6 separate regions of the Mus musculus genome follow, and regions 1, 2, 3, 4 and 5 are each linked to region 6. The links are chromatin contacts, called in public ChIA-PET and promoter capture Hi-C maps. All regions are on one chromosome and are shown on one strand. The core of a region is the stretch at or near the end of the contact, and the rest is flanking DNA. Distances in the headings are between cores, read along the strand shown.

Evidence for each region. Promoter capture Hi-C pulls out the DNA fragments that hold promoters and counts their contacts. ChIA-PET counts read pairs in DNA pulled down with a chosen protein or histone mark. Capture Hi-C pulls out chosen DNA fragments and counts their contacts.
Region 1: an RNA polymerase II ChIA-PET map of memory CD8 T cells shows a contact between it and region 6, with 26 read pairs. The contact joins the promoter of Btg2 here to the promoter of Ube2t in region 6. A contact is called at or near these places in 3 of 39 promoter capture datasets (embryonic stem cells, erythroid cells and pre-B cells) and 1 of 115 datasets of contacts at active chromatin or transcription factors (memory CD8 T cells).
Region 2: a promoter capture Hi-C map of embryonic stem cells shows a contact between it and region 6, with 4 times the contacts expected there. The contact joins the promoter of Ppfia4 here to the promoter of Ube2t in region 6. A contact is called at or near these places in 2 of 39 promoter capture datasets (cranial neural crest and embryonic stem cells) and 3 of 484 Hi-C or Micro-C datasets (CD4 T cells and embryonic stem cells).
Region 3: a promoter capture Hi-C map of erythroid cells shows a contact between it and region 6, with 5 times the contacts expected there. The contact joins the promoter of Chit1 here to the promoter of Ube2t in region 6. A contact is called at or near these places in 1 of 39 promoter capture datasets (erythroid cells) and 1 of 115 datasets of contacts at active chromatin or transcription factors (bone marrow-derived macrophages).
Region 4: a contact with region 6 is called in a promoter capture Hi-C map of liver, with 2.1 times the contacts expected there. The contact joins the promoter of Csrp1 here to the promoter of Ube2t in region 6. A contact is called at or near these places in 1 of 115 datasets of contacts at active chromatin or transcription factors (bone marrow-derived macrophages) and 1 of 9 other capture datasets (liver).
Region 5: a promoter capture Hi-C map of pre-B cells shows a contact between it and region 6, with 5 times the contacts expected there. The contact joins the promoter of Tmem183a here to the promoter of Ube2t in region 6. A contact is called at or near these places in 14 of 39 promoter capture datasets (the 3T3-L1 cell line, the C10 cell line, the HPC-7 cell line and 9 more), 5 of 484 Hi-C or Micro-C datasets (CD4 T cells, the G1E-ER4 cell line, the HPC-7 cell line and 2 more), 4 of 115 datasets of contacts at active chromatin or transcription factors (embryonic stem cells, memory CD8 T cells and stem cell-derived neural progenitor cells) and 2 of 9 other capture datasets (adipose tissue and embryonic stem cells).

Annotation. Positions count from the first base shown.
Region 1 is chr1:134,077,102-134,081,940 of GRCm38.p6, reverse strand. It overlaps Btg2 (BTG anti-proliferation factor 2), which reads left to right and starts at 2,786. Exons shown (of 2, transcript NM_007570.2): 1 at 2,786-3,029; 2 at 4,238-4,839. The coding sequence starts at 2,888. The coding sequence ends at 4,572.
Region 2 is chr1:134,342,546-134,347,099 of GRCm38.p6, reverse strand. Ppfia4 (protein tyrosine phosphatase, receptor type, f polypeptide (PTPRF), interacting protein (liprin), alpha 4) reads left to right here and starts at 2,384. Exons shown (of 29, transcript NM_001374777.1): 1 at 2,384-2,507. It overlaps Tmem183a (transmembrane protein 183A), which reads left to right. Exons shown (of 8, transcript NM_020588.2): 8 at 1-1,003.
Region 3 is chr1:134,108,324-134,113,148 of GRCm38.p6, reverse strand. It overlaps Chit1 (chitinase 1 (chitotriosidase)), which reads right to left and starts at 1,907. Exons shown (of 12, transcript NM_001284525.1): 1 at 1,787-1,907. It also overlaps the pseudogene Gm8618.
Region 4 is chr1:135,727,518-135,732,289 of GRCm38.p6, reverse strand. Csrp1 (cysteine and glycine-rich protein 1) reads right to left here and starts at 3,123. Exons shown (of 6, transcript NM_007791.6): 1 at 3,016-3,123.
Region 5 is chr1:134,360,133-134,364,938 of GRCm38.p6, reverse strand. It overlaps Tmem183a (transmembrane protein 183A), which reads left to right and starts at 2,940. Exons shown (of 8, transcript NM_020588.2): 1 at 2,940-3,177; 2 at 3,316-3,405; 3 at 4,015-4,182. The coding sequence starts at 3,069.
Region 6 is chr1:134,959,082-134,963,988 of GRCm38.p6, reverse strand. It overlaps Ube2t (ubiquitin-conjugating enzyme E2T), which reads right to left and starts at 1,424. Exons shown (of 7, transcript NM_026024.3): 1 at 1,203-1,424.

The sequences.
Region 1 (4,839 bases), core at 1,537-4,036, 880 kb after region 6:
CACGGTGCACTACAGCATCAGAGTACAATCTAATGGTGTCTCTGCAGAAACCCAGCGGATAATACCACGCTGCAGCAGCACCCCCAAATCAGGACTTAAGTTCTAGAATTGTTTGTTTTGTAACACGGTTTCAAGGTGTAGCTCTGACTGGCCTAGAACTCTGCAGGTAGACCAGGTTGGCCCCTGCCTCTCTGAGTACTGTGATTAAAGGTGATTGCTACTACCACACCTAGCCTTAGAATTGATTTCAGGGTTGGGGACACCTTACCTGTGTGGCCAAGCAGCAGGGACTGGGGAAGCCAATGACAACAACACCACATTTGTAATCTGCAAGCTATATCCTGTCCTGGCTCTACTGAGTGGTCACTGCATAAACTGCAGAGAGATGTGAACATACACATAGGGGCATGTTTGAGTTAAAGAAAAACAAGGCTGATGTTTTGGGTTGCAGAAAGCTTTTTTCCATTAATCTGGTTATAGGATGTTAGGCCCAGAACACCAAACCCGAGCCAAAGACTCTGGGAGATGACAGTAAGAGTGTCAAATTCAGGAACTGAACAAACCAGTCAGATCAGGCTTGTGCGCTTTGACCTATTCGGCTGCCTTCCTTGGTGGCTAGCCTTGGTCAATTCTGGCCTTGCTGACAGCTGACCTCTCTGGTTCATTGCATCTAGGTTACCTTTCTACAAGGTCAGCCCTGCTTCCTGTTTAAAAAAAAAAAAAAGCAGGAATAATCACCTCACCCTTCCTGTCCCAGCCCTAGAGGAGGGGCAGTGAAGAAGCCATCCAGGGGTGTGTTTAATGCCAGATTGCTAGAGTCCCAGGGCATTTTGATTCACCCCGAGAAACAGAAGGAAGAACATTCAAAATGAGAGGTGTCCGGGAAATATGAGGCATACAACATAGTAGCCCACTCCCAAGTCCCTTGTAAACTGATGCTGGGCCAGGGGGAGAGGTCCTGCTTGTAAGGCTGAGGCAGGAGGATCCCCAGTTTGTGATGAGCTAAGTGACCACAGGGGTAACATCAGTTCAGCATTGGGAGGATGGCATGTGTTTTCAAGGTGAAGTTTCAGGGATCTGCAGGAGTATGCATTGGCGGCTAAGAGGTAGGAAGGTACTCCGAGTTAAAGACACAGCCATGGTGTGTGAGATAAGGGCCATGTTATAGACAAGTGAATAGTGGGGGAAATTCTGTGACCCAGATGGCAGAGCTGTCGTGATACTGTCTTCTGACAGTGACGAAAGGGACCCTATAGTACAAAGTGGTAGGAACCTACAAAGGTAGGTCGTTTGTAGAAAATGATGAAATGTCTTGCTGGTCAGGCAAATGAGTCCAGGCAACCTGGCAAGGGGGGGAGGGGTTGTCTCAGATGGTTTGAGCAAGGCAAGAGCAAGCAGATGGACACTTTAGAAAAAGACTCTTTCCGGGAAGGTGCTTTGGGCATGGGAGGGGAAGGAACCCACTGAGATTATTTAGGGATGAAGAAGCCAACAGTCTTGGGACCAGGTCTGAGGAAGCAAAAAGAGGGTCTGGGTGCTATAGGGACAGTGATCAGTAGCTTTGTCTGAAAGGGGGAACAGGGAGGGAGGTAGCTTTAGAGGGAGCACTAGACATTTAGAGGGAGGGATAGAGCATGTGGGAAAAGGGACAGAAGTATTGATGGGAAGTCCACTGAAGAAAAACAAGCAGCAAAACAGACAGTGGAGAGAAAAGGGAAGAGGGAAATGGGGTAGGGTGGATACAGAGGATCCAGGTAGGGAAGCTGGTGGCTCAGACCAGGGATACAGGGAGAGAAGCCTGGCTTAGAACTCAGGGAAAACAGGATTTTACACAAGCCATGGCGCTAAATTCAGGCCCCATCCTGTGCAGGGCTCAGAGATGTGGGTGACAAGTTGCCCCACTCAGTAGTCTGCCTAGCTTCCTGGCACCAGTCCCTGAGCCCCTGCGTGTAGACAAGCCAGACCTGAAGCCTTTCCTCTGGGGAGCTAGTGTTTACAAAAGCCTCAGTGCACAAAAAGGAAGGAAAACAATCAGGGAAGAGGGAGGGGCAGGGAACTGATGGAAAACTTTGTACAATTCACACCAGATTACTTAAACACACACACACACACACACACACACACACACACACACACACACACACACACACACACAGACACTGCCATTTAAAGGAAAGTGAGTGCTGGAAAAATAACCCTACGGACAGAAAATACTCTCCTCGACACTCCTCCCACCAAACAGTGAGAGCTGATTACTTTTAGGCAATTACAGAAGAGGAAGAGCAGAATTTGTTGGGGGAGGTGGAATTATTATGGAAGCAAAAAGAATACAATCCCCATTGCTGAAAACACGAGGAACCCGTTTTGATCAGCTGGGGGGATGAGTGGCAGAGATGTTCAGGTAGGGGGGTGAACGGCTCTGTCAGTGTCTGTCAGGAGACATGGGAGAAATAACATCGGCGAGGGCATCCTGGAGGAGGCAGCAGGCAACCTGGGTTTTGGCGCTGTGCAGAGACGACGTCCGGGCATGCCCGGTGTAGCGCGCTTCCTCTGCCCAGGTCCAAGGCCCTCTCCCGCCTGCCTCCCACAGCACGGGAGTCCGGTGCTTGTTCCCAATAATGACGTCAGTGAGCGATGACCTCAGCGCCTGGGAGGCGCGGGCGAGCTGGCGGGCGGGGCGGAGAGGGGCGGGCGCAGGCGGAGGGGAGAGGCGAGACACCGGAGGGGCACGCCCCCATCCGCCAGCGTCGGCCAATGGGCGCCACCGACGGCTCCCCGCCTCCCCGAGTGGTATGAAAGGCGCAGCCCGGGGAAAGTCCGGGCAGAGCCCGAGAGGTGGCCAGACCGTCATCATCGTTCTAATACAGCTACTTCCTCAGCCACCGGTATGAGCCACGGGAAGAGAACCGACATGCTCCCGGAGATCGCCGCCGCCGTGGGTTTCCTCTCCAGTCTCCTGAGGACTCGGGGCTGCGTGAGCGAGCAGAGACTCAAGGTTTTCAGTAGGGCGCTCCAGGACGCACTGACCGGTGAGCACACGTCGGGGTCTTGGAACCACTCGGGCGCGGCCACTTCTTGCCTGGGGTGTCTTTATCACTGTTCTGTGACGGGGACCCCTACGCGAACAACTCCGGGTCTCAGATGTCTTTCTCTAATTAATCTCTGAGGCCACTGATGGTCCTCTGTCCCTTCGGTTAAGTCCCCGTCTCCCAGCCCTCCAGTCCCCGCCTCGCTCCCGAGGCTCCGACCCTCTTCCTTGAGTACATTCTGAGACCCTGACAACACCATGAGAAAAGTCAGTGTGTGTGTGTATTCAGAGTCCGAGCTCACCCTTATCTCCGAATCTTGGAGAACAACAGACCCTCAGGGGATGTGAAGCCAGGCCAAGCTGTGCGACTTTTATGCGCAATTGAACTTTCTAGACAACTCTTGAGTCCTAGCCACTGTTGCTGTATAGTCCTGAGCCTGTCATCATACAGGCCCATTCTGCCGCGTGTTTACCCGCTGCAAGTTGTAATCTGGGCCCCCTTTGTATTTTTTCTTTTTTGGTCCCTCTTCACCATCTGCCACCTATTGTAGTACAGAAAAGAGCCTGGTAGCCTAGCCAACTGCGAGGGCGGGGAGGGGGTGTGTGTGTTATGGAGGCAGGGTGTGAGGGACGGAGGTGGAGGAGTGATAAGCCACCCTTTAGCCTCTGTCCGCAGCTGTTATAACTGGTTGGTTGCCTTGGGCTGCGATAGCCATCTCTCAACATGTTGGCACAGATCTGAGGACCAACAGCTGTTTCATCAAAACAAAACCATTTTTTATCCCCTTACCTTTGCTAAAGATCTCAAAACTCTTCTGATGCGGAAGGGATGAGAGGCCTTGTGACTTGTTGGGCAACCAACAACATTGGCCGCTTACCTACCGGCTTTGAAATTTCAGTGCCTTGGTCGTCAGAGGCCCTGCCGGTTCTTGCTAGCCCTTCCTGCCTTAAACAGGATTGTGCCAAAAATATCCATGACCACCATAGAGCATCTACCTGAAAGCTCTGGGGCTGCTTTCCAGTGTACAAAAACTTGGAAAGGACCCAGGAATCTTTCTAAGTGGCAGGGGGAGTTTAAGGAGAGGCTCTTAAATACTGTCGCTGAGAAGAGGAAGTCTCCTCCCCAGCCCTCTCCCCTCATCCTCCCCTTGTGGTAAACATCAGAGAATGCTTTCTAACGGCGCATCTTCCTCTTGTTTTTTTCCACAGATCATTACAAACACCACTGGTTTCCAGAAAAACCATCCAAAGGTTCTGGCTATCGCTGTATCCGTATCAACCACAAGATGGACCCCATCATCAGCAAGGTGGCCAGCCAGATTGGACTCAGCCAGCCCCAGCTGCACCGGCTGCTGCCCAGTGAGCTGACCCTGTGGGTTGATCCCTATGAAGTGTCTTACCGCATCGGGGAGGATGGCTCCATCTGTGTCCTGTATGAGGAGGCCCCGGTGGCTGCCTCCTATGGGCTCCTCACCTGCAAGAACCAGATGATGCTGGGCAGGAGCAGCCCCTCGAAGAACTATGTGATGGCCGTCTCCAGCTAGATAGGAGCCACCCGACCCTGGCACTCTACTGTTCTCATGCTGCCCTGACAACAGGCCACCGTATACCTCAACCTGGGGAACTGTATTTTTAAAATGAAGAGCTATTTATACATGTTTTTTTTTTTTTTTTTTAAGAAAAGAGGAAAAAAACCAAAAGATTTTTTTTAAAAAAAAAAGAAAAAGAAAAACAATTCTTTAAAGGGAGCTGCTTGGAAGTGGCCTCCCCAGGTGCCTTTGGAGAGAACTGTTCTTGATTGCATCTGTGAG
Region 2 (4,554 bases), core at 1,135-3,634, 620 kb after region 6:
TGCATTAACTGAAAGGTAAGGCAGAGTTTAGGAAAATTGTGTTTACATTAAATTGTTAGGCTTTATAATGCTAAAGGTCATCTTTAAAAAATACATTGCATGTTGAAAGCAGCCTTCAAATAGAGCAATTAGTGGCTTTTCTCTGCCCTGTCCTGTCCTTTGATATCTTTGTTTTTCCTTTTTAAATCATCCTGTGTGCATTCAGGATCCTGGTCTTCATACAGAGATGTTGACACCCTTCTTAGTCACAGTTCTTACTGTCACTGGCATGCTCTGAGAAAAGGATGTGGGTGGGGTTTTGTTTATTTCTTTTGCTAAGAAGAAAGTCTTACTGCTTCCTTTCCCACCTGGATGTGGCAGGAGATGCTCATTAAGACAATGCTCTCCTACTCAAGACCTGGAGTTCATCCTGTAGCGCTGCAGTCCAGCCTCCCTGCCCCACAAAAATAGTCCTTTGGAGACAGGGTCTTGCTGTGTAGCCCAGGCTGGCCTTGCACTTAATCCTCTTACTTTAGCTGCCTGGAGTTGTTGGGTGAGTCACCAGACAGGACAAAGACAGAAAATGTTCTTTAAACATAAAAATATTGTGGGGTGGATACTTTTGTGAGCTAAATTGCTAAATGAGTATGTTGGTTTTTATCTTTCCCCACCCCATGCTATTTAAAGACCATTCTTAAGCATCTGTTTAATGCTGCTGCTGACAGCAGCCGTACCCACACTGAGGGGCATGCTGTCACTGGTTGAACAGATAGTGAGCCTGGGTCAATAAAAAGAACCACCAGAATTTGGGTACTTAATTAACAAAGCAAACAAAAACCCTAGGACAGTAAGCCTCCACAGATCTCTGCAGTCAGAAGCTGCCTAGAGGCAGAAGAAAAGAAGCACAGAGTCTGGAGTTCCCTGAACAAAAGATGCCATGGAGCAGGGGAAGTTGTCCTTGTGGATTGTGTGTCTCCCATTTAGGTTTACCCTGAGTGGGTGAAATAAATGTGGCTTAATTGTTTTCTGGCTCAACTTGTGAGTTTTTATGTCAAACTCCATGGTATGATGATAGATGCTATAGCCTCCCTTTGAAGTTCCTGCTGCCTCTGCTGTGGTCTTAGCACATTGCCAACACTTGGTAAAATGGTTCTTCATGGTTACCATGGCTGCAGTCTCCTCAGCATTGGCTGAGTTGCCTTTTCTGGCATTATTCATGTTTTGTTAATGGAAGGGTGTGAAGAGTCAAGGATTGCCTTTTTGTAAAAACTAGTCCACCTAGAGAACGACTGAAACTTGGTAGGCTCTGGGTTTAAAAACTGACTAATGTTTTTCACTTCTTGATGTATATATTCTTGTTCAGAGTGTCAGACAAATAACAGATTCAGCTCCTCTCAACCCCTATCAGAATTAATTTCCTTGCCATTTTCTAAAGATGAAAGGAAAATTGGATATATTGGGAGAGAGGGAATGAAAGGCTATGTTAACTGACCTCAGCTTCAGCCTTTATAGGACACTGTTGCAAGATGTGTATATATCTGTAACTGCCTATGTGCACATTGTATATAGAACAGTTCACTGCTGCTGGGTGGTGGCAGCACAGGCAGCCTGCAGAAGCAGGTGAATCTAGGAGATGGAGGCCAGCCTGGTCTACATAGTTCCGGAACAGCCAGGGCTGCACAGAAAAACCCTGTCTTAAAAACCTAAAAAGGGAGAAAAAAAAAAAAAAAAAAAAAAAACCAAACCCAAAACAGTTCTTCACACTCATAACAGTGCTTATGGGGTATCTGTGAAGGATTTGAGTAGGCACTGAAATGAAATTTCACAAACCAGATGGAAAAGATACATTAATAGCCACGGGGGCAGGGAAAGGGAACAATTCAGGAAAATCGGTTTAGCTAAAATTTGTCAGAATTTTGGCATTTGAGCATGTTTTCATAGGATGTATGTATCAGACAAACACTTCATTTTGTAGTAACAGCGTTAGGGCAGTCACATGCCCAAAAGCAAGTCACAATTCACTGAGGCACATACTACAATACAAGAGTATCTGGGTTTCCAGTTTCTCCACTTAAAAATATGTGAGCGAGAACAGGTGTGAAGGGCGACAGACGACTGGCCATTTAGGGAACAGACTAGACTTAGGAAGGTGAGTTCAACAGAGGAAAAGAGGGATGTGCTCTGCATTCCAAGTTTTAGGGCCAGAACATCTACCAGATTAAATGCTTGCCCTGCCCTCTCAGGCTCGACCAAGATGGCGCACAGCATCAAAGCAGCGCCCTTGTCACGTGCGAACCAGGGCTGGGGAGCGCCCGGGCGTGGGGGCGTGGCCTCGGGGGATATGGCCAGGCCCCGCCCTTAGGGGTGGGGCCAGGGTATCCGCGGAGGAAGGGGGCGGGTCCTTGAGGCCACGGTACTGGGCGGTGGAGGCTGCAGCTACCTTTGCAGGCTTGCCTCTAGGACGCCTCGCGCTGCCGAGGTCGGGGGCGGCGCCCTGCTACCGCTGGGCCTTCGGCGATTCCACGCAGGTGAGCACCCACAGCCACTCCGCGGGGAAGGATACCCCTTTTCCCAGCTCCAGCTCCCCTGAACAGTTTGAGGAGGAGTCTCTGTTAGTGCGCCTTGGGAAACAGCCTCTTCTGGTCTGGATGTATCTCTGCGGGGCGCGGAATTCGTTGCCCCTCGCCTTTGCTGTGCCCTGTGCCCTTGGGGATGAGGATGGGGGTCGATGCCCGTTTTGCAGGGAGGGCGTGGAGTTCGCCCTCAGCTCCATCCTCTCTCTGGGAGGGGGCAGCCGGGTGGACTGCGCCCCCTCATCCTCTCCAGGAGAGTCAGAGCAAAAGCGCCTCTGGGCTTGGGGGCCAACTCTGCTTCTTTGGGCGAGCGCTGGTGAGAGGCTGAAGTCTTCGATCTTCCCGGGGGTCTTCCTCCTTCCCGCATGCCTCTTTTCGCCCTTGGTTACTATCGCCAGCTCTGCATTCCTTCAACTGTCAGGCTGTACCAGAGATGCCCCCATCTCCGCAGTGCTGGGGCGGTGGGGTGGAAGGAATGGCCAGCCGAGGGCCTGGTTGGGGGTGGGGATGAGGGTGGGCGCAACAGGAAAAGAGGTTCGTAATAGAGATTACTGAACTGGGGTGGGGGTGGGAATGATAGGGTTGATTAGTGAACACAGTAGGGGTATTTCCCAGCACGGGTGTTGAGGGTTTTATGATTGGTAGGAAGGGAGGTTGGCCTGGAGGACTTGGAAATATGTTGTAGGTGGTTTCTCTGAGAAGGAGGAGGGATCTAGCACTAAGTGCCACTAGGTGCTGATGTCACCTTTGAGGAGAGATGTGTTGGAGAGGAGGAGAGTTGAGGCAGCTCCTCAGTACTTGTTCGTGGAGAGCAAGTGGTTAAGGGGGCTGTGCTTAGCCTGATGAGTCCCTCCTGGTGTGAGCTTAAGAAGGCTGTTCCAGGAGCCAGGTTTCAGGGACTCCCTGCAGTCCTTTCCAGACTTGTTGGAATTGGCTCTTAGTACTTTATTCAATATTGAGTAAACATTTATTGGGCACCTACTACATGCCAGACACCATACTAGAGAGATAGATACTTGCCTATCCAAAAGCTGTTAAAGGCCATGGAGCAGGTAGATGGTACCCGAAATAGGCACACATTCCCCTATATACATTTTAGTTATCCTGTTAGTGGAATGGCAGAAACAAAACAAAACAAAAAAGCCAACCGGATCTTAACCCACAGAATCCACACCTCTGTTAACTGGCCAGATAGTCTTTAGTAAAAATGACAGCTTGAATGGTTTATATTGGCTATTTTCTTAGATTTGGGGCTAAGATTTGAGGAGGCTTCTCAAGATAAATGATGTCCCAAAGTAATGAGACGAGGGATAGCACATTGGGTTGGGGGGCTTTGGGGGCCCTAGACACTGTGCAGTGAAGACACCCTCTCCAGAAATGAGTGGCTGCAGGAGCGTGGTGTGAGGGGAGTTTTCATCGGATGCTTTGGGCCTGTGCCGTTGGGCATGTCATGTTGAGCATGTATATGATGTCAGTATATGAGCTCTGTCCCAGCAGCTGGCCTGTGAAGGAAGGATTGGAGGAACGGAGTAGGGCCGGCAGTCAGGCTCGTGGGTCCTCTCTGAGTGATGACTGAAACCTTAGAATTGGAAAGAGTGAGGAGGATTTGCTGTGGGTCCTTTCTGAGCCTCTGAGGATAGCAGAGCAAGAGCTGGGGAGAGGGTGATTAGTTGGACTGTGCTGCTGATGAGGCAGGGGTGAAGCTCAGGAGGGCCAGGGGACTGGGTGCCAACGGGGTTTTAAGGTGCAGGGAAGTTAACTGAGGCTTTGTTACGGCTGAAATGCTCTCCGTGGGCCTCCAAGAGCTGTACTATGTTAAGTTGGTAAAGGATTTGTTCTAAGAACATGGTGGGCTATACTGGCCGAGCAGTATAGAGGTGTGTGTGTACAATACATTCATAGTGTGCATATGTGTGCTTGTGCAAATGTGTGCACTGGGAGTGAGGACTGAGAAAGACTGAGAGAGCAAAACCAGCCCCAGAGTCTGGGTTCCACTTAAGGA
Region 3 (4,825 bases), core at 658-3,157, 850 kb after region 6:
CCTTACAGACAATACCAGATGCAGTGTTCTTTGTCCCACCGCACAGGCAGGCACAGTGGCCAATTATTGTGGCATCCTACTCAAGTCTCCCTATCCTTTTTCATGTCTTTGTGCTTTTTTTTTTAAAGATTTATTTTATTGTTTTTGTTTGTGAGTCTGTGCGTGGGTGTGTGCCCATATATGTGGGTACCTGTGGAGATCAGAAAAGGGCACTGGATCCCCTAGAGCTAGAGCTACATGCAGCTATGGGCTGCACTGTTGTGGCTGCTGTGAGCTGAACTCTGTTACTCTACATGACATGAGAGCAAGCGTGACTCTCTTAACTGTTGAGCCATCTCCAGCCCCAGGATTTTTAAAACAAACAAGTATATTGATGGTTAAAATGGAGCCTCTTTCTCTGCACCCCCCGGGTATTGGTTATGGAGTGAGTGGGAGTCAGTGCTGTTTCCTGGTTCCTTACAGCCCCACAGTGGCACAGATGGAGGGCTTGGCTGTGCTGCTTGTGGGCAGGAGGGAAGCCCCAGAGAATGACCTCTTTCTAGAGCTACTGTGTACCCATGGCTTCTTTTCCATGGTGTGGTTCCCTGCCTCAACCAGCACAGTAAAGTCCTTGATTCCTGCATGTGACACTCAATTCTAAACCCACCAGCCCCCTGAGACTCTGTGATGATAGCTGTCTGGGCATTGTCTATTAGGTGGACAAGTGAAAGCTCTGGCCACATCGGTTATGATTTATTTTAATTGTCATTTTAGGGCACAGGTCTACTAGTTTGTTTGTTTGTGTCTTAGTTGGGGTTTCCGTTGCTGTGAGGAGACACCATGACCAAGGCAACTCTTATAAAGGCAAACATTTAACTGGGGCTGGCTTACAGTTTTAGAGGTTTAATCCATTATCATCATGGTAGGAAGCATGGCAGCATGTGGGCAGACATAGTGATGGAGAAGGGCCTGAGAGTTCTACATCTTGTTCCAACTGCAGTCAAGAAAGGCATCCTCAGGTCACTTGGGGGAGAGTCTCAAAGTTCACCCCCCACAGTGACACACTTCCTCTACCTCTCCTAAGAGTGCCATTCCTTGCACCAAGCATATCCAAACCACCACATTCTACCCCCTAGCCCCATAAACTTGTTCAAACATATGAGTCTATGGAGGCCATACCCAGATTAACAGAATGCAAAATATATTTAGTCCAACTTCAAAAGTCCCCATAGTCAATAGCAGTCTCAACAAGGTTAACTATCTGTTGTTCAACTGCAAACACACAAGCAATAAGCGTAGCTTGCTGAAAATCACCACTCCCTTAATCTGTTTATCTCCTCAAACACAGGATTTACCTACATCGCACTTCCCGATGCCCATTTTGTATTTTTCCTTTCTAAGCTTGCTACACTTGATCAAAACACTCTTCATGGGAGCGAACCAGAGGACAAAGTCTATGCTGGGCTTTTCTGAGACTTCTTCTGTCAATGCAATTAATCTGATTCTCTTTCTTTGCCTTCGCCTTAGCTTCAAGCAGACTCTTCAGACAAGGGCAAAAAGCAGCCACGTTCTTCAGCATAACTTCATAAGAATGTTCTCCAAGCAACATACTAAAATTCCTCTCCTCTGAAACCCCTTGAGCAAGGTCTGCACCATTCATATCACCCTCCAAACAAAAGCATGGTCAGGCCTATCATAGCAATACCCCAGTCTCTGGTACCAACTTCTGTCTTAGTTAGGGTTTCCACTGCTATGAAGAGACAAGGCAACTCTTATAAAAGCAAGCATTTAGTTGGGGTTGGCTTACAGTTTCAGCGGTTTAATCCATCATCATCATGGTGAGAAGCATGGCACTGTCTAGGCCGACTTGGTGCTGGAGAAGGAGCCGAGAGCTCTACAACTTGTTCCAACTGCAGTCAGGAGAAACTGACATCCTCCGGCCTCTAGGGGGATCTTAAAGGCCACCACTACAGTGACTCACTTCTTCCTACAAGGTCACACCTTCTAGTAATGCCACTCCCTGGGCCAATCCACACTACCACAGTTTGGCTTTGTTTTTATGAGACAAGGGTTCTCTGTGTAACCTTGGTTATTCTCAAACTCTAGCTGAAGACCTGAACTCACAGAGATCTGCCTACCTCTGCTTCCTGAGTGCTGGGATTAAAGAAAAGCCTGTGTCACCACCACCACCCAGCTTTTTTTTTTTTTCCAATTTATTTATTTTTATTTTGTGAGCATTGGTTTTTTGGTCTGCCTGCCTGTCTGAAGATGTCAGATCCTCTGGAACTGGAGTTACAGACAATTGTGAGCTGACATGTGGGCGCTGGGAATTGAACCCAGATCCTCTGGAAGAACAAACATTGCCCGTAACCACTGAGCTAACTCTCCAGCCCCTAACTGCTGCTATTTTTTTTTTAAAGCTTGCTACAAGCCATATGTTGCTACGTCCTGAGTATGCCACCCCATCCAGCTCACGGTTACCATATCTCTTGACTACAGCAAGAGGCCAGGCAGGGTAGCTGACAGGCAGGGCAGCTGACTGACATCATCTAGGCGTGAGTAGGCACACACTATTGTTTGCTCAATAGGAGAAGCACCCAATGGCACAATGATTTCCATCCTTAAGCAGAGATGGCTGTAATGTTTCTCATGCAATAGCTGATGAAGGTACAGAGGAACACAGAGGGACTCAAACCCACATACTATGGTAGGGGAGTGTGGGCATAAGAACCCTCAGACTCAAATCCCCAACACACACACACACACACACACACACACACACACACACACACACACACAGAGCAGCTAGGTAGTTTTAGACTTGTCCTTGACTTCATAGTCATATGGCCAACCGTGTGTGTGGGGGGTGGTGAATCTCAAAGAAACAAACTAAAAAGAAGAAACTGCCCTGATACATTCATTTGCTGCTAATTGGACAAACCCAGTCACATGACCATACCTAAGTGGATGGAAGTCTGGGAAATGTAGTCCTCCAGGGTTTTGTGTGTGTGTGTGTGTGTGTGTGTGTGTGTGTGTGTGTGTGTGGTGGGGAATACTGGAAGATGTATGTATCTTACCATGAGAAGACTGTTAACTGGAGCCTCAGAAGCACAGTACGTACAGTACGTAGTGGAGTCTGGAACATACATACACAACACCCACCTCCACCCACCCACCCACCCTCACTCACCCCCAGCCCCTCTTCTTCCAAACCCAGATAGTCTGGGATGTGCGATGACTTCTCTTGAGCCACCATGACCATTCCCATCGTCATACTCTTACTTTTAACCCCACCAGACTCCCAGAATCAGCTAGAAACTTTTTTTTTTCAGAATATGAAAATTTATTCCTATGTTTCCATTGTCAAATTTTATGATCTTGGCCGTTCTTTCTTGCCTTTGTATAGAGCCAACAGAGAAACATTGGCTACTTTAACCACCTTAAAGCGGACTCCAGGAACATCACCTACAGCATGACCTTTTCGACCAAATCCAGCAACCGGAACTTCATCATTTTCCTCAATGAAGTTCAGGCAGCCATCATTGGGCACGAACGCTGTGATCTTCTTGCCGTTTTTAATGAGCTGCACCCTGACGCGCTTCCTGATGGCAGAATTTGGCTGTTTGACCTCAACCCCTACTTTTTCCAGCACAATTCCCTTTGCATGAGAGGCGCCCCCAAACGGATTGGCCTTCAGGGCTGTGCCCAAGTGGGCTTTCTTGTACTGTCTATCATGCCACTTCTGGTCCTGTCGGTGACTGCGGAGCTTCCGGGCAGTTCGGAGACCACGACACTTGCCCATCTTGCGGGCGCCACGGGCCTAAGAGAAAGCTTTTTTGTTTTTTGTTTTTGTTTGTTTGTTTGTTTTTTTCTAGACAGGGTTTCTCTGTGTAGCCCTGGCTGTCCTGGAACTCACATTGTAGACCAGGCTGGCCTCCAACTCAGAAATCTGCCTGCCTCTGCCTCCCAAGTGCTGGGATTAAAGGTGTGTGCCACCACGCCCGGCTCTAGAAACTTCTTATGAGGGCTGATTGGGAATCTAGAGAACAGATACCCTCCACCCCTTATAAGGACCTGTAACTAAGTCTACTTAACAGATCCTGAGGCAGGCTACCCTGGTGAATCCACTGTGCTGAGATGCTCTCAGAAGGGTCTCAGGCATCTGAAAGCCAGCCAGGGGCAGAAGCCGAGAGTGGAGTATATTGTGCACTCTCGGCTCAGAGCCGGCTCTTGGTGGGCATCAGAGTCTCACATGCGTCTATTAAAGATTTCCAGAGGCAGACATCAACCTTTGGCCAGACAATCCTTGTTCACAAGTTTAGAGTAGAGCCCAGAAATCTTTCTTAGGTCATATCTTCTTCAACATTTATTTGAAGTTGTACATTTTTCTGGTTTACTTCCAAAGGGAGCCCCTCCCCCTCTCTGATAAAATTAAGACTCTGGCAAAATATCCTGTTTATCCTTTATGGACCCTGGTTTTTGACATAGTACTCACATTCCTCCATGTCACTGTGCTGATGCATTCGGTTTCTATACAACGCTAGGCCGTAAGGACTATTTTCCTGACTGACAATATGTCGGGAAACAGAGGTTCAGAGATGGAGCTCTGGCTGCCCAAAATAACACTGATCTGCTGAAGTGGGACCCGGGTCCCAGGCAATGGCTTCAGATCCTTGTCCTGTAATCACTGGGCTGCATCTTCCCCGGGTTCCCTGGGTGTCAGGTTGATCTATTCTAGGGTGGCTCTTGACTATACGAGAGAACCAAGGAGGAAAGGTGACCAAAAGAAACCCTCTCCTAGGTGACAACAGGAGCCTTGAGGATTGCGTGTCACTCACTCCAGCAG
Region 4 (4,772 bases), core at 1,874-4,373, 770 kb before region 6:
GTAAATACATTGCTCGCAGCTGACATCTCAGAGAGACTCAGCTCATGTAGGTCCCCCCCCCTCCCGTCACATGAAGAACACCCAGACCCCCTGGGGTGAGGACCAGCTTGCCGGCTGGGCTGCACTGCAGCTGTGAGCCTTCTATTTCTTCCTCAGGCACAGCTTTGGACAGCTCTGGAAATACCAGAGTCTGGAAACACTAGCTGCCTCGTATTTACACACTTTACCATACATGGGAATTACTCCACACTGACGTCAGACAAATTCCTGGGGAGCGACGTAGTCCAAGCCATGTCATTACCATATACAATCCTAACAACTGGAAACAGTAGGTGAGCTCCTGGCAGGACTCAGGCTACCTCTGGTTCCTCAAGCAACAGCTCTTACAGAGGGCCCCCACGCTGGCTGCCTCTTTTCCAGGATTCTTTTTTTTCTTTCCTGAAAACATGACTCCAAAACACAGACACATATCAGGGGGCACGAAAGTAAGCCTGGAAAGTGACTCGTGGGACTCCCTGGACCCTCAGCCACCTAGCAGATTGGAAACCTGGAAGTCAGGCAATCTAAAGATGACCCCTTCCACGTTAAACCCATAGAAGCCCTATCTGCTTTTACATATCAAGTCACCACAGAGTGGTCTTCAGTAATGACTCCATTTCCTTAGGTGACCTGGAATGCGGAAGTGTGAAGGAGCAAAGAAAAACCCGCAGGCGGGTTGTGGGAGCAGAAGGCTTGTGTTTGAACAGCTCCTTGGGACCAGTTGCTGTCTTATTCCTTATCACTGCTGAGTGGCTTCATCTGTACCAACAGCCAACGTCAGCCCCTTCCTCAGAATAGACAACACAGGTGGAGGATTGAGCCCCACCTGGCACGCAGCAAGCACAGCACTTGCTTACTATATATAATCGTTTGGAAAGGCCATCGAAATCAGTCTGGTGCCTCTAAGGATTTGCCAATGTGCCTGCTTAATGCCAAACAACTGAATGGGTGGGGTGGGGGCTTTTTGTCGCTAACATCTCTTTGGACTTAATCCATGCCTCCTTCAGGCTTCTAGCAAGTCAACCTTGCCCAGTGAGCCCTGCTTGCATAAATGAACCTTGGGGCTCACCAGAAGACTTCTTCCCCAACTCGCTTTCTCCACCAGGAGACCCACAGTGAATAAAAACCTGTAAACACTGAAGTCATGGAAAAACAGGTTGGTGATTATTTACGACTCCACTCATCCACTCAGTGTTCGATTCTTGACTGGTTGTTGTCTTTTTTTTTTTTTTAAGATATTAGCTCAGGCTAGACTCCAATTTGTGATCCTCCCACCACCATCTCCCAAGTGCCAGATTACAGTCACGTGCCACCATAGCCACCTTCAATCACCCAGTGTTGATTTACCATGGATCGAGTGCAAACATTACCCTCTCAGCCTGCAACTCTGACCCAGGAAGGACTAGACTGGTTCTGGAGTCTGTGAATTACAAAAGACAACACCTGGACCGGTGCTAGGGCAGGCCAGAGGCAGCTTTTTCACATTTTCTCTGCAGGTAATCACAGAGCAGGAGACCTGCCCTTCAGTTTCTCTCCTACAATCTCCCAAATCCCTCGGCATTTGAGCCTTGGGCATGGCTCTCCTCTCTACCTCCTCAGGCCAACACCACACCCTCTGCAGGATAAACTTACTTCCCTGACAGACCGTCCCACCCCGGATATCCTTGCCAAGGCAAAGGGTCTCTCTGTGCAGTGACAAGCTGGATTCTCCAATGAGGCTTAGGCAGTGCCCAGACCAGCCTCTCCCCAACACAGAGGCCTGGCTTCCTAAGCAGAGGCCTGGTGAGAGGATCAGAAGGCAGGGAGGAAGCCCTAGGGCCCAGTCCTGAAGGAAATCCCCAACCTAGCTCAGAGACAACTGTACTAACAGCCCCAGTCCTCTGAGCTTCTGCAGGATGCCAGGGTGTGTGTGTGTGTGTGTGTGTGTGTGTGTGTGTGTGTGTGTGTGTGTGTGTGTAATATGTGCTCCAAAAAGTACTGGCCCAGAAGAAAACTGAGCTGTGTCACTTGTTCGAGGTCATCCGTGTATTAAGTGTCAAATCTGAGTCAAAACTCAGTCTGCTTGCCTTTCAGAAACCCTGTCACCAAGATTCCAGAGTCTCATGATAAATGTCCCACCAAAGGCAAGTGAACCGCTTGCATGCAGTGATGGTGTCCCATTACAGTGTCCTGTCAAGGTGGGGAGGCCCGTCCATTCATGCACCACAGGAGGTAAGAAGTGGGTGGGACAAGTGGGTGGGATGGTCCTGACATCAAGTACTTGCTCCCAGTCTAGACCCTTGCTCTGACGGATCACAGCAGCACATGCAGAATAGACCCAGACCTGTGCCACTTGGATGAAACACCTGTCAGATAGATAACAGCTTGTTGGCTGACACTGCAACTCGCTCTCAGGCCCTTTCTACTCCCCTGCTGGCTCTTTGAGATCTCAGTAGTCCTCACCTGCCACCAAGACTTTCTTTTCCATCTGGTTCTTTCAGGAAAAAAGAAAACTCATACCTGCACTCTGGGGCTACCAAGCCAGATGCACACACACACACACACACACACACACACACACACACACACACTCGCGGGCACTTTCTCTCAGGAAAAGAGAGAGAGGAAAGGGGTGGCACGGATGTCCTCATCCCTCAGCTTTACAATGAGTGTCAGTGGCCCACAGAATCGCTGATTGTTCTGTAGGACCTGCAGGCGGTGGGGGGCAGGGTCACCCTGGGTCTAGAGCACGCGAAAGTCAGCTGCCCTGGAAGCCCCGGGATGGGGAGGGACCCAGAGTTTTCAGGAAAGGGAAACACTGCCGAGCTAACTCTAGCCACTTCCCACCACCTCCCTCTTGGGATCACTCTTCCTACAAACTTTTCTTGCAAGCGACAGGGCTGCGACAGGACCGGAAAAACCAATAGGCGCAGGGTGCGACCCAGGCGCTCCGGCAGTTGCGGGGACCCGAGGCGGACCACCCGGGGTAACACTCACCTGGCAGCTGCTGGGAGGCGCACGGGCGACAGCTCTCAGGGAAGCGGTGACTGGCTGCGCCGGAGTGCGCGCCGTTTTGTTTCCCCCTCCGGAAGGCGTTTCCCGCGCCACGCCAACCAGTAGGCTTTGCACACTGCACCACAACAGGGCTGATGTCACGGAGAAGCTGTCCCCTCCCCCATCCAAAACCTAGGGTCGGGAGCCCGGGCGTGGCTGCCGCCCCAGCCGTGACTTCTCTTTGCACCCTATGGCGATCTCTGGGGGCAAATCTTTACACAGAGGTGAGGGATGGGGTTAAGAGGTTCCTGGTCTGCCATGTGGGAAAGCGGAGACCTAACTGTGAGATCAGACTAAAGATAAACTTGGGCCCCCTAGGGAAGAGAGTGAAGGTCCTTAAATTTTCGGGTTCCGATGGCACAATGTTAAGGGGACTAACTTGCACTCCAGAATAAGACAAGCAAGGCCCCACTTCCTGTGACTTACTTCTGCCAGACAGCTGGCTTTAGGTTCATCAGTAAAAGGGCTATGTGCCACCGAGATGTGATGGGGGATGAGATACTATAACACCCGGGAGCACTTAGCCTAGCTGCCCTCCTCCAGGGGCTCTTGTCCCTCTGCTTTCCCCATCTCCCTGCCACCCACAAGAGATCATTCTACCGCTCCTGAGTGGATCTTCCTCTGGGCTAACCTACAGAATGACAAACACAGTCTCAAGCCACTGAAAACTGCCTCTGGGGTGATTAACAATATGTGTTACTGGGCCCACCTGCTCCCAGTCCGCAGAGCAGCCTGTCCAGAAATCCAATCCTAGAGGTGAACTGATGCCCCTGGGACTTAAAACGGAAGGCCCACTTTCTTTCTTTCCTTCTTTTTAATTTATTCCATGTATGTGGATACATTGTCGCTGTCTTTAGACACACCAGAAGAGGGCATCTGGAAGAGCAGTCTGTGCTCTTAACCACTGAGCCATGTCTCCAGCCCAGCCCATTTTCACTATGGGTACAAACAGCTCCAAGCAAGAAGCACAACACTTTCCTTGGGACCTAACGAAGTGAAGAATCTGCAAGGAAAACTATGTTCCTAGTAACAGGGGCTATGGGTGGGAGTGTTAGAGCCTCAAAGGAGGCCCTCTTCTATTTCATAGGATAATTACTGTTATTTGTTGTGTTCTGTAAAGTTGTTTTTGTTTTTATTTTGTTTGAGACAGAGGCTCACTGTGTATCCCTGGCTGGCCTGGAACTCACTATGTAGACCAGAATGGCCTTGAACTCAGAGTTTTCCCTGTGACGTTAAGATTAAAAGAGCTAGTTCCCACCATCATTATTCTTTACTATTACAAGATCAAAAGGACTTGAGGACTGCCGTCATCACTGCAGGTTGGATCATTATTATCATTGCTGGCTGAATTACATTATTCTCACCAAGCACAGGCAGTGTCAGGAACTAAGCCACACTCAAATTGCAGCATGATGTCACATGCTGTGTGGATTTGCCTGTTTGGACCTCTCCTGCCTGCCACACTTTTCGCAGAGGAGATGCGTGCTATGTTCATTGGGGAACAGTCACATGTGTTAGGCGGCCATCTCAAAAGTATCTCTAGGTACAGCTTGCTATCTCCTTCACTCTTCCAGGGCTCAGACCCTCGTGGGCTTCCTTTAAAGCCCTGGGGCTTGATTCTGTGGCACTAGACTTGCAATCCCAGCTCTTCTGGAAGCTGAGACAAGAACACAAGCTCAAGACCTGCCTGAGCTACAGAG
Region 5 (4,806 bases), core at 1,691-4,190, 600 kb after region 6:
CATAGTATGCTGGTTTTAGATATGAGCTTGGAAGATAGTCTTCTGTCTGAAGTCTCATCTTGTCACTTGCAGGCTAGTCTGCTATCAGTTTAGTCTACTGGAATGGCCTGCGTTGACTGTGACTCTGCACTGTAATCTGTCTTCCTGAAGAAGAGACAAAAAGGTCATCAGGCTGTGTGGAAAACACCCGCTGAGGCATCTCATCCCACTCACGTGTCTGAAAATAACAGCAGCCACAGGCTGGAAAGTGGTGGCACATGCCTTCAATCCTAGCACTCCAGAAGGAGGGGCTGAGTTTGAGGTCAGCCTGGTCTACAGGGTGACAGCCAGGGCTACACTGAGCCAGGGCTACACAGACTGTCTTGAAAAAACAAAACAAAACAAAATAACAGCAGCCACAATTCAACTCTCATTATCACCACCACTACCACAACAATAGTTGATATTTACTGGGTGCTTGCTGTATGCTATTTTAAATGATTTTTATGAGTGAATGTGATCATTTGATAATCCTGTCAAGCAGGCCAAACTTTTTAGGTAAAGGCTTAATTTACATATAATAAGTAGCTAGACCTTGTATTTTCAGTTCTGAGGCTCAAACCCAGGGTCATATGCTAAGCAAGTGCTCTACCATTGAGTCTCCTGAACCAGCCCTTGGCTTTTTGAGACAAGGTCTCATCCAGACTGACCTTAAGCTCATGACCTTCTGCCTCTGCTTCAGAAATGCTGGGCTTACAAATGTGTACTACACCTATAGATTTTTACCCACGCAAGCTTAACTTCACATTCTATACTCTGTTTAAATGTATTTTTACTTTTGAGAAAGCTCTTGTTAAGTTCTAGCTTGAGACTTGCTGTGGTAGGTCAGGTTTCCTCAAACTCACAGATGTCCCTTGCCTCTGCCTGCTGAGGGCTAGGATTGAAGGCCTGTGCCACCACTCCTGGCTATATGCTTTCTCTTGAAAAGTAGGACGCTGAAGAGAACAACCTGTACTTCTTTTCATTTTCATGTTACTGGATTGTCTCCAATAGGATGTTGCACTGACCAAAGATTCCATAAAAACCAGGATAGGCTTTAAAGAAAGGCTCTTAAAACAAACACACACGATAATATTTACTATTAGCACAAAGTAAAGTTACAATGTAATGCAGGAGTATAGTGGACATATTAATTCTTTCACTATTCACATATTGTCCTTACATTTCCCACTTGTTTGAGAAAGACCAATTTCTCCCGTTAGTTAGGTTAAATAACTTCTATTTAAATACAATGGTAAATTAGGTAACTTTTCTGTTTATCTTTTGAGAAAGAACCTGTAAAATTGGGTCTGATCATTAATGCAACCAATTGAAAGTTCGTTGCTCAAGTGTGTGTGTGTGTGTGTGTGTGTGTGTGTGTGTGTGTGTGCGCTGGCCAGTGAGCCCTAGGGAATAGCCTGTGCCCACATCCCCAGTGAGTCCCCATCGCCACCATTCTAACCCCACAACTCTTGACTTTTATGTGGAGGTTGAGAGATGATAAAGTCTTGCCAAGCATTTTTTTTTTTTTTTTTGGCAAGCACTTTCTAGAGTAAGCATTTCCTAGGCCTCCACTTGTTACTTTTTATTGAAATGAGGAATAAAAGACGTATGGGTTCTTTGTTCCTCTAAATTGGCTAAATACTCCAAGAAATCTTGTTTAAGATTTTTTTCAATCAAAATTTGAAAGAGAAATTTTTTTGGTGTAACTAGCATGTTTTTCATTCCAAAGGATTAAAATGAGAGAACATTTCAGCTAAAATCCTTATGTTTTTAAAGCAGTTAGTGGTTTATTAATAGGGCCTGAGTCTCTTGCATCTTTGATTCCCTTTGGACTCCTGGGTGTGAGTATTAAAGAGTGTCACATGAGCAGAGATCTACATGCATGAAAGCCTCATTAAATTTTTACTGGTAACGTGAGATGAGAAGGCTCTGTGCTGACCAGCTGTATTTTGAACTCAACTACAGACATTAATTATGTATACATGGAAAATTATTTAGAACAATTATAGGCTGTTAGACCTTTGCTTCCTGTTATAATTCTAGATAAATTAGAGCATGATTATAACCAATTATGTTGTTTCAGTTATCATTCCCAAGTGATCCAAGCCTTATTCTATGATCCCTGGTGGTAGACTGTTTCATAATTCTAGTAAGTTATGTGGTTTGCTCTTTATGAACTTCTGTGCACAGTACTAGGTAGAATAAAATGGAGACCCCTTTGAGGTGTCTTATAGGGCACTCTCTGAGTAGATCTAGCCAGTTGGGTTGCCTGGGTCAAAAGGACTGTTTCTTAAGCCAGGGACTGTTAACACTTTGGGAGCTGAAAGGGAATTAGAAGAAAAAAAGACACAACACGGGACTTCTCTTTTAATACAAAGGAATTATATGTTCTCATCTATCCTTCTAGAATTTGCTCGGATGATGGTGATGGGAAACCTTTTAAGAATCTCTTCTACTTTGAGAATTCAGACATTTACTCATTTTTCAGGCAGCATCTCTTGTAGCCCAGCTGGCTACGAACCGAGGATGACTCTCACCTTCTGATCCTTTCTCTGTGTTGGGATTACAGGAGTTAGCCACTGATCTGCAGAGAGAATTTCAAAGCCTTTGTAAGCAAAATTATAGCGACCGCTTTGATATTTACGTTCAGGTTACTTGACGTAAGTGGGAAAGAGAGAATGACGAAAACAAGATATATGCAATCTAGATGCTGAAGTGGACCACGATGTAAATTATTAGTTCTAAAGAACGCGGTCTGGAGGACCAAACGCCCCAGAGAAGACGGTGATGAAGACGGTGACAACGCACTCCCCGTCCTACAGCCCGCTCCGCTTTGGGAACCTGGCCTCCGCTGCGGCTGAGGGCGCCGGGTGATGACGTCACCGGGCCCCGGAGGCGATTGGCTCCCCGAGAGGGGCGTCGGCAATCAACGGGACCCAGAGCCCTCGCCGAAGTCCTCGCGATAGCCGCGGCCTCGGTGCGGGGATGGCCGCAGAGCCGGGTGGAGGTGCTCTGCGGCTCCGGGAGCCGGCTCTCGGGGCCGAGACATGGCCCGGGGCTCCGGCCAGCTAGGCGGGCCTCATCGGGACACCGTCACCATGCCCAAGAGAGGAAAGCGGCTCAAGTTCCGGGCCCACGACGCCTGCTCGGGCCGAGGTGGGCGAGGGGCGGGGCCGGGCTGGGCGGCCAAGGCGGGCTGGGCGGCCGGGGCGGGCGCGGCGGGACCCGGCGGGGAGCGGTGGCGGAGACTTTGCCTCGAGTCTGAGGAGGCCTTGGCGCTTTGCTCTGTTTCAGTGACCGTGGCGGACTATGCCAACTCGGATCCGGCGGTGGTGAGGTCTGGACGGGTCAAGAAAGCCGTGGCCAACGCTATTCAGCAGGAAGGTAGGCTTTCGTGGGTCTTTTTAGGCCCAAGCTTTTAAGAGACAGCATTGGGTGTTGTATTTACCTGGAATTGCGTCCCGGTGTTTTTTCTACTGACCTTTGGGTCATGAACGTGTTTGCTCTTCCCACTGTTTACTTTCTCGTTTCGTATCCTGGATGGGATGGGTGTGTGTAGCCAGGATCAGCAGGTTCCGGAGCCGAAATGGTTTTGTTTCCTCTTTGAGTTAAAACCAACTTTGTGACCAGCTGCGGTGGGCATTCCTTTAATCTCAGCATTGGGGAGGCAGAGACAGGTGGATCTCTGTGAGTTTAAGGCTAGCCTGGTTTACCTAGCAAGTGTGAGGTCCTGTCTCAGAAGAACCACCAAACCAAAACAAGAACAAAATCCCACACAACTTTTTGTACTCGTTAATTTCCACTGCCACTCCTTGATACCAGTCCCCCCCCCCTTTTTTTTTTTGGTAGTTTGTGCATATTTTACCATGCAGTTGACTTCCATTTCTTTGGCATATTGGGTTTTTTGTTTTTTTTTTTGTTATGTTTGTCTTGCTTTCAAGATTTTTGCAGATGGGACCAAGTGCGTTTCATTCTCTCCTTGTTTCCTCCTAGTAAAATCTCTTTGTGGCTTGGAAGCGTCCCAGGTTCCTGCCGAGGAGGCTCTTTCCGGGGTGGGTGAGCCATGTGACATCCTGGACAGCAGTGATGAGATGGATGCCCAGGAAGAAAGCACTCAGGAAAGATCAGTCTCCAGAAAAAAGAAGAGCAAGAGACATAAAGGTACGGGTTGCTTTCCTGAGCACTGAGCTCTGTCTGTGGTGATGGATGCTGTCGCTCTTCAATGTGAGGGGAGATCTACAAGGAACTAGTGATTGTCGGTGATAACCTTTTTTTTTTTTTTTTAAAGATTTATTTAGTCTGTGTGAGTACACCATTGCTGTCTTCAGACACACCAGAAGAGGTCATCAGATCCCATTACAGATGATTGTGAGCCACCATGTGGTTGCTGGGAATTGAACTCAGGACCTCTGGAAGAGCAATCAGTGCTCTTAATTGCTGAGCTTTCTCTCCAGCCCCATAACCTTCTTTTCCATGATACAAAAATTAACAGCAACATTAGTTACACTTTTTAAAATTCTGTTAGGGATGTATACATACATATTATATGTGTGTGCGTGTGTGTACACATTTTCCAGAAAATTTCCGACTTAACGTTTTAAGTTTTGTTTATTTACTTTTTTTTTTTTTTTTTGAGGAACTGAATATGAGTGTCTGCATGTATGTGTGTGCTTCACTTGTATGCCTGGCACCCTCAGGTCAGAAGGGGTCGTTAGATCTGTCACTGGAGCTGTGAGTTGGATGGTTGGATGGATGGTTGTGAACTCTGATTTGGGTTCTGAGACC
Region 6 (4,907 bases), core at 175-2,674:
TGACCTCAAACTTAAAGATTTGCTCGCCTCTGCTGGGATTTAAGCCATGTGCTCAGCCTCTATCGTTTTAAGCCTAATGAAGCCTTGTTATTGGGGGTGGGGTGAGGGAAGCATTGTGTGTGTTGGGTGGGGGGGCAGTATTTGGCTTACACTTCTACATCACAGTATACTGCTGAAGGAAGAAGGCAGGCCAGGAACTTAAACAGGACAGGAACCTGGAGGCAGGAGCTGATGCAGAGGCCACAGAGGGCTGCTGCTTACTGACTTTCTCCCCATGACTTGTTCAGCCAAAGCATTGCTATTTTATACAGAAATCTGAAGGACTATTTTCAGTAAAACGAAACAAAACTCTTGTAAATACAGGGGACTAGAAAAACAGTTCAGCGGGTTAAAGCCCTTGCTGCACAGGCCTGACAACTTGATTCAATCCCAGCAATCCACAGTAGGAGAGAACGCTCTCCTCAAAGTTGTCTTTGGGCAATCAATTACAATAAAACTACCTACAACTGTAAACTGTATCTTTATATAAAATAAGAACATAGTGGAAAGGCATGCTAATCAAATTAGAACGAGGGGGAAAAAGGCAGTTTCTCTCAAAGAAGCCATGAGACTATGATAACAATTGGTATATACAAAGTCTTCTCGGGTGAGAGATGGCTTAGCTGTTAAGAGCACTGGCAGCTCTTCCAGAGGACCCAGATTCAATTCCCAACATCCATCTGACATCTCATAACTAACACCGTCCTGTGCCTCCGAGGGCACCAGGCATACCCGTGGTGTGTATACATACATGCAGACAAACACTCATATACAAGAAAAGTAAATAAAAAATTAAAAAGTCCTTTGGTATAAAAGCCATGTGTTATCATGTATTTTATGAATATAAAGGGTTTTCACAGAGCCGGGGCTTGGGGGCATAGACACTGGAGGCGCCTAGGTAGAAGTCAGTTCCAGGTCAGCCTGGGCTACAGCGACACCTGTCTCACAAACAAAACGAAACCCTCAACCAAACAACCATAACAGAGTTCCTTACACTACGGCTTCAAAAGATATTTTCCTTTTAATTTTTTTTAAACCGGCGTTGTTAGCCTCTTTTCCAGTAACCACTCCCCGCAAACGTAAGCTTTTTACAACTGCACTGACTCTTCGTAAAATTCTTTGTGTCCCAGGCCTGAGGTAAATAAATAATCAATGCACAGAACCTGGGTAGGTGGCAGATGCTGGAGGTAGCCTTGGCGCGCCCAGGGCGGTTCGCTCTCCCCGCCGTGTTCCTCCCAGGGCCGCTCGGGTAGAAACGGGACTCCTTCCCCAGACTCTCCGTGACCTCGGGCTCGTTCCCTCAGGTGGCACTCGCAGCACCCGTCAGCAGCCCCACTTACCGCGGCGCGCCTCTGCTGTGCTCACGCGGAACCGCGGAGACCGTTGGAATGACTCCACCCCCTTCCAGGAGAGGACTGTGATTGGTCCGCAGCAAACCTGGGGGAGGCGCGCGCCCGCCTATTGGCCACCGCTCAGAGCTTGCGTCCGCTCACGCACCGCTCAAATTGGCGCGCGCACGCGTATCCGGAATTCTCAGTTCCCGCTGTGGTCTTGTTTGTAAATCGACTGTGAGCTGGGAAGGCTGGGAAGTCATCTACAGGAGAGGAAAAAAAAAAGGCAACTGGACACGCTTAATCTGGAGAAGTGACTGCTGAGTAGCTGCCTTTATATCTTTGTTGTGGTTCTGTGGAACGGGGTCTCGCGATGCAACCCTTGCTTAGCTTGGAATTTGCTATGTAGCTCAGGCTAGCCTGAGACTCCTGGCACTCCTACGCAGCTTCCCAATGGCTACCAGGTCACCCAGGCTTTAAGCAATGACAGGGGAAACTTTACAACTTCATTTAAGATCAGTAGTCTAAAGATACAAGTTAGCCGAGCACGGTCGCGCAGGCATGTTGAAATAAAAAGGTGAGAATTTGAGACCAGCCTTGGGTACATAGATTTCCTCCAGATGAAAAAAGATTTTTTTTTTTAATTTATAATTCTGGTGAACAAAGCATTCCATCAGGACTCTGAAGAGTAAAGTGGATGGAGTAAATTTCTCCACCACTGGAAATGTTCATATGGAAGCTTCAACCTGTTAGGGGTTAACGCAAGAGATCCTCTGCACTGTGAGGAAGTTAAGGATTTCCCCCTCCCTCTCCCTGAAAACAAGCCCGCTCTTCCTACATACTGTGCCAGCCTTTGATCCCTTTGAGTCACACACCAACCACGGAATAAATGACTTTCAAGCGCTCTTCCACCTCTAGAAAGGTATTTTCTAAGCAACCAAGTGCATGATTATAGCCAAGTCAGCTTTGAGGGCACAGCTGCGAGTGCCAAAAGTGGGTAGTCCTTGGGAGAGAAAGGAAAGCTTAAGACCTGAGACTCAGCAGAACTGGAATTGGTTTCAACTCTGGGAACCCTGGGGGTGGGACCAGAAATCAATCAAGGAATCACCTTTCTCTTTCACTGCTCCTAGCTTTTTGTACAGCTCCATAGCATAGACCTAGCAGTCGGTCTTTCTGAACTTCGAAGCTAATATAATTTTGGCTACCGCGGTGATGTCTGCATTTAGTCCAAACTGATGTTAAGCTACAGCTGGTTCCTCATGGAGGTTTTTATGGTGTGTTTTGTCTTCTGGAGACCCTCAGACTCATTAGGACTCTGACTGACTCTGCTCTGGGCTTCCCCAATTTAGTTGTAGGACTGAGCCAGAGGGTAGATAGTGAATTCTGCAAACTTACAGACTTCTGAACGATAGTCATGCAACAGTCTGACGTGCTTTTCAGTCTGCTGTTGCGGTTCTGTATTCATGGTTAGGATTTCTTTGTTGCAGTGAAGTGTTTTCGCTTACCATTTGGGATTACTGCTTATTTTACTACTGCCATTCATACTATCTAATGATATCTAATCTCCTCAGCATCTTTTCTTGTCCCTACTCCGACAGTGACCGTATTAGTCCTGTCTTGAAATAGAAACTTCCTTGGATGGTTCTTTGAAAAACACAGAGTTAAAAATGTCTCTTAGAAATAGCACAGACCGTAATGAGTTGGATCAAAGGAAAGGAGGGAAAAGACAGAGAGAGAAAGGGTCCCATTCTATCGACACAGTTTCCATTTGTCCACCAGAGGGAGGTATGTTAACTGGTGGGAATAGAGGCCAACAAGAGTGCTCTAAATGTTATTTTTAAACTTTTAATTAATTAATTTAGGGTTTCTTTTTGAGACAGGGTCTCGCGATGCAGCCCTAGTTGGCCAGGAGCTATTTAGACCAGGCCGGCCTCATAGAGATCTGTCTGCCTTTGCCTACCAAGTTCTTGGCTCAAATGTGTGTACCCTAATTTAGGATTTTTTTTTCTTTTTGGCAAAGGCCTCATTCTAAACCCCAGGCTGTCCTCAAACTCACAACAATCCTCCTGCCTAGGTATCATCACTATTTATTTTATTTTGTTCATTTGAGGCAAGGTCCCATATAGCTCAAGCTGACCTCAAGGCCAGACTTGAACTCCCAATCCTCTTGCCTCTGTCTTCTAAGTGTTAGGATTATAAACATGTGCCACCATGGCAAGCTTGTCATTATCTTTAAAAGTAGAGTGTTCTAATGTTGCAATTAAAGTATGAATATGGAAAATTATTACTTGATAAAAATCTGGATTGGCCCAGTTATTTATTCAGTGGATGAGTGTAGTGTGTGGTATGTGTGGGTTGTGTCTACCTGAGTGTGTAGGTAAGCAGATGCACCTTGGTAGCTCTTCTGAGTCCGTCATGGTGGGGATCTTCCTCTATTTCTCTATAACCTATTCCCTGAGGAGAGGGTCTCTCACAGATCCAGAAGCACATTGAAGCCAGCAACTAGGCTGGCTGGCCTGCCAGCTCTCGTGAGTCACCATGTATTTCCTAGTGCAGGAGCTATCAGCTGTAGGTACAATCAGCTGTGCTTGGCTTTTTATGTTGGTGCTGGGGACTCAAACCCAGGTACTCATGCTTGCACAGCAAATACTCTTACCTGTTGAACCATCTCCCTAGACCAGATATTTTTGAAAATATTTTCTAAAATGTATTTTATTTGTACACAGGATTGTTTGTTTGGACTTAACTGGTAGTTACACATGTTTTATTAGCAGGCTGCTGAGTTTGTCTTAGTAGGGAGAATATTTGCTATTCAATCTCGAGGACCTACGTTCAGATCCCAGCGCCTATTTATCGAGTTGGGGTCCAACAAATACCTGTACCTTCAGAACCCAGGGATTGATGCCCTCTTCTGGCATTGGTGTGTACTCACACCTACCTGTGAGCAGATACTCGTGCAGGTACACACAAATCAATACACTGGCACAGTCATAGGAAATGACGCAAGTCATGAAGCCAGCACAGCTGTTTGACACAGTTCCATCCAGGCTGTGCCGAGCGCTGCGCTGCCATGGCTGTAGTTCTGCCTCTCACTTTTAGGTTTTGGTGACTGCCTGCTGCACTCTTAGGGGCTTTCTGCATTATGGTTCATTTGATGTCTTTACCTGAGAAAATTATGTCTGAGTCTTTTTTTTTTTTTTTTTTTTTGGAGAATCCTTTCTGCTTTTAGGGAAACAACTTTATCTGGACACTACTTGGAAGTCTTCCTTATGCCCCGGAGATTGTGATAAGCTCAGATAATCAAAAGCTAGAAATTTCTAAATGAGGCTATGAATTCAGGAATCTTCTTGGGGTATCCATCCCTAAGCAAACTCAAACAGTATAATTGGTGCAGAATAAACAGAAGTAATTGACAAAGTCTGACTGACCAGGAGAATTGGTAACAGACTCTAAGCCTCTTTATACAATATACTGAGAGCTCTCTAAAAGTGCAGTGAAATGCAGTATAAAGACAGGAGTAGTCATACAGGGTACACC